3 separate regions of the Mus musculus genome follow, and regions 2 and 3 are each linked to region 1. Evidence: chromatin contacts called from public Hi-C and HiChIP or PLAC-seq data. All regions are on one chromosome and are shown on one strand. Each heading gives the region's core, a stretch centred on a gene start, on an enhancer-like site or on the middle of the called end of the contact. The rest is flanking DNA. Distances are from core to core; before and after follow the strand shown. Region 1 has its middle 21 kb from the start of Bicral. Region 2 holds the start of Bysl (bystin-like). Region 3 has its middle 19 kb from the start of Taf8.

The links. Hi-C and Micro-C count contacts between places; a contact is called where the count stands out from the background. HiChIP or PLAC-seq counts read pairs in DNA pulled down with a chosen protein or histone mark.
Region 2: a contact with region 1 is called in a Hi-C map of regulatory T cells, with 5 times the contacts expected there. The contact joins the promoter of Bysl here to the enhancer-like site in region 1. A contact is called at or near these places in 1 of 484 Hi-C or Micro-C datasets (regulatory T cells) and 5 of 115 datasets of contacts at active chromatin or transcription factors (astrocytes, embryonic stem cells and pancreatic cancer cells).
Region 3: a contact with region 1 is called in an H3K27ac HiChIP or PLAC-seq map of embryonic stem cells, with 5 read pairs. The contact joins two enhancer-like sites. A contact is called at or near these places in 7 of 115 datasets of contacts at active chromatin or transcription factors (embryonic stem cells, extraembryonic endoderm stem cells, microglia and 1 more) and 1 of 9 other capture datasets (embryonic stem cells).

The regions. Positions count from the first base shown.
Region 1 is chr17:46,851,538-46,854,244 of GRCm38.p6, reverse strand. It overlaps a transcript of Bicral not described here. Among named protein-coding and RNA genes, the nearest start is that of Bicral, 21 kb to the right of the region's middle. Within about 2 kb of position 1,329, at least 95 of the 459 cell types and tissues checked have an H3K27ac peak or open chromatin away from gene starts, as enhancers often do. A contact at or near this core is called in astrocytes, embryonic stem cells and regulatory T cells, where this site is marked.
Region 2 is chr17:47,610,120-47,612,826 of GRCm38.p6, reverse strand. It overlaps Bysl (bystin-like), which reads left to right and starts at 1,335. Exons shown (of 7, transcript NM_016859.3): 1 at 1,335-1,920. The coding sequence starts at 1,656. Gm20517 (predicted gene 20517) reads right to left here and starts at 1,242. Exons shown (of 9, transcript NR_157366.1): 1 at 1,135-1,242. It overlaps Med20 (mediator complex subunit 20), which reads right to left and starts at 1,242. Exons shown (of 4, transcript NM_020048.4): 1 at 1,135-1,242. The coding sequence starts at 1,148.
Region 3 is chr17:47,520,426-47,523,132 of GRCm38.p6, reverse strand. It overlaps a transcript of Ccnd3 not described here. Among named protein-coding and RNA genes, the nearest start is that of Taf8, 19 kb to the right of the region's middle. RefSeq lists an enhancer at 1-2,348. Within about 2 kb of position 1,347, at least 283 of the 459 cell types and tissues checked have an H3K27ac peak or open chromatin away from gene starts, as enhancers often do. A contact at or near this core is called in embryonic stem cells, where this site is marked.

The DNA of each region.
Region 1 (2,707 bases), core at 80-2,579:
CACTTAGGGAATTCTTAGATTTGTCCTAATTGCAGTGAGAAGCTATGGTCTAAGGGAGTAGGGTGGGGATTTGAACTCAGGGCTGCAAGCATTGCTAACGAGCAATCCACTGCGGAGGATTTTTGTTTTGAAACTTCAGTATCATAGTCGTGCTTAATTGCTTGGGCTCAAGTTTTGTGTTCATGTGATCCTCCTGCCTCAGTTTCCTAGTCCTAGGACTACCAGTGCAGAAGTGCTCATGTTCTTTATAGACGATTTGACCGCTGTGTAAAAGGTAGGGATTAGAAAGGTTTGCACTGTAGTCTGGTCCTGCAAGAGCGGAAGGAATCAAGAATGTCTTCTCAGCCGGGCGTGGTGGCGCACGCCTTTAATCCCAGCACTCGGGAGGCAGAGGCAGGCAGATTTCTGAGTTCGAGGCCAGCCTGGTCTACAAAGTGAGTTCCAGGACAGCCAGGGCTATAAAGAGAAACCCTGTCTTGAAAAACCAAAAAAAAAAAAAAAAAAAAAAAAAAGAATGCCTCTCATTTATGCTTCTCATTTATGGGCCAAGCTTTGAGTGGCTGACGGTGCCACTTAGAATTTGGAGACGACCAGAAGAGGACTAGCTGGCAAGGGATGGTGACAGGATTCATATGCCACTTGTTGGGTACCAAAATTGAGCTGTTAGAAGTCACTGGCTGGTGGGTGTGTCCTGGGAGCAGCCCAAGTCATGTGAGAGCACAGAAGTGGACCAAGCTGTGCAAGGACAGTAGTGTGCCCAGTGGAATGCTGAGGAGTTAGGCCGTGGCGGCATGCCCACCCATCTGACAAGCAGCTTCTCTGCCGTGTGAGTTGAAGGGCTGGGCTCAAAGAGTGGGGAGTAAATACTGCAGCGGGGTTACAGCCTCATTTTGAGTACTTGGTGTGGGGAGAGAATGTGTGTGTGTAGGTCTGTCAAGTCTTTCATCTTTAACATGGTTCTGGAGATCAAACCCAAGGCTTAGGCACTTTACCTCCAGAGCCATTTTCCAACATTTTCACATGAGCTGAGAGTATCTACCCAAGAGGGAGAGATTAATAAAACAGCAAGTCTGATAAAGGGGCAGGATTCTTGAGAAAGGACAAAGAATTTCAGATCTAAGAACAAGGTTTATCAGGGTGGGAGGAGAGTGGAGTGAAGGCAGAAAAGAAGAGCAGGAGTTAGAGGGAGTGAAACCTCGGAGGCGGGGATGGAGGGCAGGCTGTGGTGCTCTCACGCATGGCCAGCATCTTGCAGGAAGAACAGGTGGCGGCTGGTTTCAGAAGGAAGTTGTTGGTCATCTCGGGCTGCAGGGCAAGTGGGACATAAGACACCTGCAGGCTGCTGCCTGGAGCCCTGAGTCTGCGCACTGAGAGCTCTGTACTGCTGTGCTGTTTCCCAGCCCCAGTTTGACTTTTTGACCTTTGCACAGTTGCACTGGGGAGAGGGAGAGGTGTTGAGGGAAGAAAGTATCCAAAGGATGCCAGTGGAAATGTATAAAACCCTTAACCAGCTGGCTCCTCTTTGAGGCAGCTGGTAGTACTTTTTCTTAGGTTCGTGTCCCTTGAACTGGCTACAGAATAACAGTAGAGGGAAATTAGGGAAAAAGGGGGGGGGGCTGGTGAGATGGCTCAGCAGGTTAAGAGCGCCAACTGCTCTTCTGAAGGTCCTGAGTTCAAATCCCAGCAACCATATGATGACTCACAACCATCAGTAATGAGATCTGATGCCCTCTTCTGGGGTGTGTGAAGACAGCTACAGTGTACTTACATATAATAAATCTTTAAAAAAAAAAGGGGGGGGTGGGGGAGGCTGGAGAGATGGCTCAGCAGTTCCAAAGGTCCCGAGTTCAAATCCCAGCAACCACATGGTGGCTCACAACCATCCGTAATGAGATCTGACGCCCTCTTCTGGTGCGTCTGAAGACAGCTACTGTGTACTTAGATATAATAATAAATCTTTTTAAAAGAAAAGAAAAAAGGCATTCAAAATTGATTACTGTAACTGGCTTAGAAGATGCAGGGCCATTTGTTAGGGATGGAGGTTAAGAAGGCCTGAATATAGGGAGAAAGGATGCATTCCTGGGAGGTGTCTTAGTTGGATGGAAATAGTGGGGAAGAGAAACAGCCACTAAGCAGCAGCATGTGGGATGAGCAGAGCTCTCCCAGCAAGTAGTGTTAATAAAGATGCTTGAAGGATGCCTTGGGATGGGATGCTGGGTGGGGCCGCTGGGTCTTTACTGTCCTCTCTCCCTTCCCTCCAGTGCTTCCATTCAGGAAAGTCCCAAGGGCTCCCTTAGTCCTAGACACTCTTGAAAGGGTGTGACTTGTTTAATTATCAATTTCTTAATAAAGTTGTAAATTGAACACTTCCTGTTCTTGTGGCTTCTTTGGCTCACTGGCTACAAACACATCAAACACTGCGTTAGAAGAACCAAAGCTCTTAAGTCAGGATAGGTGTTGCCTCTCAAAGTGGCTTATTTCAGGTCCACCAAATCCAACTTCCTTACATCATCAGGAGTTCAACTTTGTTCCTGGCTAGAATGTAAACATTTCACAAATATTATTTGTCTCACTTTTATCCTGCTTCACACCCTGATGGCCTTTCAATACATGTTAAAGTCGGTGGGTACAGTGGCACACACCTTTAATCCCAGCTCTCAGGGAGGCAGAAGCAAGAGGATCTCTATATTTGAGGCCAGTGTGAACT
Region 2 (2,707 bases), core at 86-2,585, 760 kb before region 1:
AAGAGTTCCTGGAACTCACTTGGTAGACCAGGCTGGCCTGGAATTCACAGAAACTTGCCTGACTCTGCCTCCCAAATGTTGGAATCAAAGGCATCAGCCCTCAGATGGATTGCCTGACTCTTCCAAAGGCCCCAGGAAAGGCCCTGTCCTGTATCAACTTACTGCAAACAGGGAAACTGAACTCTAAATGACTCTGCTGTGATCTGTCTTCATTGCTCACAGGCATTCTTTACAGTAGGGTAGAAGTATGAGATGAGGCTCCTAGTGTCAACTGTGGCAAGAGCCTTCCTTTCACAGGGCAGACCTGTGGCCCCTGGCCTCCAAGCTTCTTTAACTGGAAAGAAGCACACCACTACCAAGACTTTTAAGTGCTGAGGCCGAGTACTTTAAAATTAATACCCAGAAAAGCACGGTGCCCAAACCTTACCAACTGCCTTTTTATCAAGTGAGACTTCAAACATGTTTAAGATAAAAGTCAATCAAAACTGTCTGAAGCCCAGGCGATGGTGGCTCGCGTCCGTTTCATCCGTGCGCTTGAGAGGCAGAGAGAGGCAGGTGGATCTCTGTGAATTCGAGTCCAGCCTGTTCTACAGAGTGAGTTCCGGGCCTCCCAAGCCTACACAGTGAGACACCCAGCTCGAAAAATTGTCTCTGCCTGGTACTCCGAACTCCAAACTCCCAACCGCTCCTTTCCTCCTACCTCTGTCACTAGCCCCAACACCTTAAAATGGCCAATTCAAAGTCTGTAACTGCAAGCAAAATAGAAAAGTCACTTTCTCCTCGCGCCACTCTTATCCCTTTCTGCGAACAACTCCTAATCTAGAAACCCTATTTCTAACCTTTGGGTGCTAGTAGCGACACTACAAGGCCTCAAGGACAGGAAGAGGTACCAAGAAAAAGGTACAACTCCTGGCGGGTCCTAGGGATGCGCTGCTCCCTTTGCCAAAGGGGTGTGTCTGGGAAGAGAGAAGTCCCACGCAGTGTCCCCCATCCACACAACCGGAAGACATCTTGGTCAGCCCCCCGAGGAACCGAGAACCTCGGTCAAAATCCCTTTCCCCGGGCCATCACAGGCCCACAGACACCTTCACGACCCTATATGCTCCGTCACCACAGAAGCCCTTCAAGTCCTACCACGTCACTCCCATAGCGAAGGATCAAAAGGTGGCGCCTCCAAACCCTCGAACTCAGAGACTCCAGACCTTCACGCGAACGGCGGCCCCCTAAACACAGGAAGCAGTCGTTGATCGACCGCCGGAAATGCGCAAATACTGAGCGCCGCGGCGACACGCCCACAGGGAGCGCCATCTCTGGTACCCAGTGGTGACATTTCTAGAACGTCATCGACTCGGCTCCGCCCCCAAGGCGTCCAACGGGTTGACAGGACGCCCTAGGCTACTTTCATGAATTCTGGAAAAGGGTGACTTGGACATCCACCTTTCTAATGAGATTACCTGAGAATTTGGGGGCTCCTGCTATAGGTCCCGAAGCTCTTCCTGAGAGTAATAGATGAGGAACTTCCGGCCTCCTAACGCTGGGGGGCACTGTGATCTCTCAGTGGCCTCTTGGCGATCGGAACACACAGCGCAAGCGCAGTATCGGCTTTTTAGCCGGCTTCACACGTGTGAACCTGGTGGGCAATTTTTTCGGCCAAAATGCCCAAATTCAAGGTGACACGTGGGGCCAGCAATCGGGAGAAGCATGCACCTCTGGCCGAGCAGATCCTGGCTGGGAACGCAGTGCGCGCGGGGACCCGAGAAAAACGGCGGGGGCGTGAGGTCGAAGAGGAGGAAGAGTATGTGGGACCCCGGCTAAGCAGACGGATTTTGCAGCAAGCCAGACAACAGCAGGAGGAGCTCGAAACTGACCATGGGGCTGGTGATCGGTCAGCACCACCGCGAGAGCGCGCCACGCGGCTGGGTGAGTGACAAGGGGTGGAGTCGTGAGTTGGGCCGGTCTGACACCCCATCAGAATACTTTACCGGCGTGTTCCTCCACTTCCACTCCTGAATTCCAGAATTCAGAGTTAAGCCAACGAAAAGTGATCTCTCACACCAGTTCTAGCATTATTTTATTTTAGGTTTTTTTCGAGACAGGGTTTCTCTGTATAGCCCTGGCTGTCCTGGAACTCACTTTGTAGACCAGGCTGGCCTCGAACTCATAAAGCTGCCTGCCTCTGCCTCCCAAGTAAAGGCGGGTACCACCACCACCTGGTGGTCTAGCATTTATTTATTTATCCTCTGGGCGTTTGAAGTATTTGTGGACTGCCTGCATAATGTTTTGAGCTGTGTTAAGTTTTTAGGCAGTTTTGATACAGAAATAAGATATTCGTTCCTCCTGATAACACCGGAAGTCTAGCTCAAGGCACCCATTAAATAGAGTTACATATTCCAAGCAGGAGTGGCGAGGCTCACCTGTAATCCCAGCACTCGAGAAGCAAGGCAGAAGACCTTCTTGGCTATATAGTAAATTTCAGATTAACGAGCCCTGTCTCTCAAGAGAGAGGAAAAAAGTGATGATATTTCTATTTAAACAAAAAAGCAGATGAACATTAATTCTACATGGTGGGTATCCCAGATTTCATGTCCTTCGAATAAGACCTGAAAAGCAAGTGGGGACTGTCCCTGTCCCAGCGACAGGGGAGGGGAAACAGTATTGTTTACGGGCTAAAAGGGGGAAGAGGGGTGGGTACTGCCACCTGTCTCAC
Region 3 (2,707 bases), core at 98-2,597, 670 kb before region 1:
CGTTCAGTACTTGCTGGTCACTACCAGGCCTGGCTTTCTGGGCCTGAATATACTGCAGCTTCCTAAAACGTAGCCGGGTTCCATAGAGGCCTTAGGATGTACCGCTCCTATCCCGAGATTCTTATACACAAGCGGCTGCCCCTAGCTCTCTGGGGCATTCATTTATTCAAACCACTGTTCAGGGGTCAGGGTGGCTACATAAGTGAGGATATGCCTAGAATCTGTCAAACACATAGTATCTTGGAGGGTCTTGGGGGCCTCAAGGAGTCAGTTGAGTACAGAGGTTTGGGAGCGTGCCAGCAAGAAGCAGGTGACCCTTCTGCGTGTGTTCCCATTGAGCCAACTTCCTGCCAGCAGCTAAGACTCCCGATGTATCTCAAAGCTAACACCACCCTGCAGGCCCCTGCATCTGACCCTTGGACAACCAGGCTAGAAGCCACATCCAGGCTCAGGAACACAGAAGTCATCAAACCTTCTTCAGGACAATGAAGACACTTCCTGATGTGGCCCAGGGCCTTCCTGAAACCCTGCATTCTTCGGACTGGGACTGCTTATGGGGGTATCTTGAAGAAGGGGTGCTAATTGCTACTCATGGTGGCCCCAGGAGCCGGCCTAGCCCTGGGGGATGGGCAAGTAGTGGCTCCTTGTAGCTCTTAGACCCCAGGCTAGCGTGTGTCGAAATAAGGTCACTAGTAAGAAGTCTCAGGAGTTATGGAGTCTCTCAGATCCCTGGGACCAGGATACCTTCAGGCACTATACTGAGGAATAAACTCCCATAAGCCAGTCAAAGCGGCCCCTCGTAAAAGTCACTGTCAATCCTTTCTGTACTGAGTGCCTGGGGAGGCAGAGAGCAGAAGTCTCCAGCCCAGTGAATACTCCTCTCACCACTAGACCCCAGCTCCTGCCTCAGCCTCCCCAGCCTGGCTATCAGAGCTTAGCCCCACTCTATTTCCCAGGCCTTCCTAGATTACCCAGGGGAGAGTCTGAGGGTGGCCCAGCCTGGCAGATGGGGGCTGGCCCTGGAAGAGGCCTCTCTTTTCCACCTCCGGCCACCTGTCTCGAGTCCTCAGTCCTTCCAGACAGCTGGAGAAAGGCCCCCGAGAGCCTCTGCCTAAAGAGGGGGCTGATGTGGGAACACAGCTCACAAGGAGCTAAGCCAAGGCTGAGGGGAGGCCCTCAGAGCCGACGGGGATGCCGAGTGTGCTCGGGTGGGGGCGGGGCGGGCTGGGGGAGAAGTAGGGATTGGGGTGGGATCACAGAACGGAATGCAAAGCTTGTTCTCCCCGGGGCACAGCTGTTTATTTTGATCCCCTTGTCAGCTGCTGCCTGTTCCTTATCTCAGGGCTCAACGGAGACTCCACCCCCTCCTCTGTTGCTGAGCTGGAGAGGCAGACTCTGCGGGATGCTGCCCAGCTTCCTGCTCCCACCGCAGTCTTCCCCCGGCCCTCCACCCTTGCAGCCCCAGGCTGCTCAAAAGGACTAGAGGAAGCTGGCTTTCTTCAGACCTACTCTGTGCCCTTTTGAGGGTAACTACCCCCCCTTATCTAACTCCGCCCACCCCAATTGTCATGACGGCCTGAGCTGGGCACCCCCGAAGTGCCAGGCAGGACACTTTTAAAATTTTGTTTAATTGGTATAACGGGACTTGAAGAGAGGACAGAGAGTTGCAAGCTGGGGTCCACACCAGGCTCTGGGCCTTACTGAGCCCTCCACTGCCAGCTTTACTCTTAGCTCCTACAGCTTCCAATGAGGTACCACAAACTAGCGACACTTTTCCCATAAGCTCATGGAACACTCCTAGTACATGTTCTATTCTTCCTGTTATTATAGAACTGGACCTTTTTTTGGGGGGGGAGGGGGGTTTCAAGACAGGGTTTCTCTGTGTAGCCCTGGCTGTCCTGGAACTCACTTTGTAAACCAGGCTGGCCTCGAACTCAGAAATCCGCCTGCCTCTGCCTCCCAAGTGCTGGGATTAAAGGCGTGCGCCACCACCACCCAGCTTTTTATTTTTATTTTTATTGAGACAGAGTCTCACGTAGCCTGGGCTGCCCTCCTAATAGGTACCCCGAGGAGGACCTTGAACCCCTGATCCTCTGTCTCTACAAATCCTGGGATTATGTAGCACTGGGGGTCAAGCCACACACAGCTGCAGCTGAAATGTTCTTAAAAAAAAGAAAAGGCAAAGCCGGGCGTGGTGGTGCACGCCTTTAATCCCAGCACTTGGGAGACACGCCTTTAATCCCATTTGTGGTTTACTTCCCTTAATTGATTATGCGTCTTAATGTATGGAGAGTATATCTAAACTGTATGTATGAGAAACCCTCACAGCTCCGCTTGGCCTTAAACTGGCGATGTCGTTGAGGCAGGCTTTGAACCTCCACCCCCCGAATTCTAGGATTACTGTAGTTTATGGAACTGAACACAGGGCTTCCTGCACGCTTACAGAAGCACTCTACCAACTTAGTGACATTCCTAGGTCCCATTCTCTCTCCCTCTCTCTTTTGGCCTGGAACTCACAGAGATCCTCCTGTCTCTGCCTTCCAAGTACTGGGATTAAAGGCATATGCCACCATGTCCGACTCCCACCCTCTCATTTCCCTTCCTCCCTCATCTGGGGATTAAATCCAGGCCCTCAGCCTGTTAGGCAAGGGCTCTCTACCACGGAGCTCTACCCCTGCCTTCTTTTGAGGAGACCGTTCCCCACCAG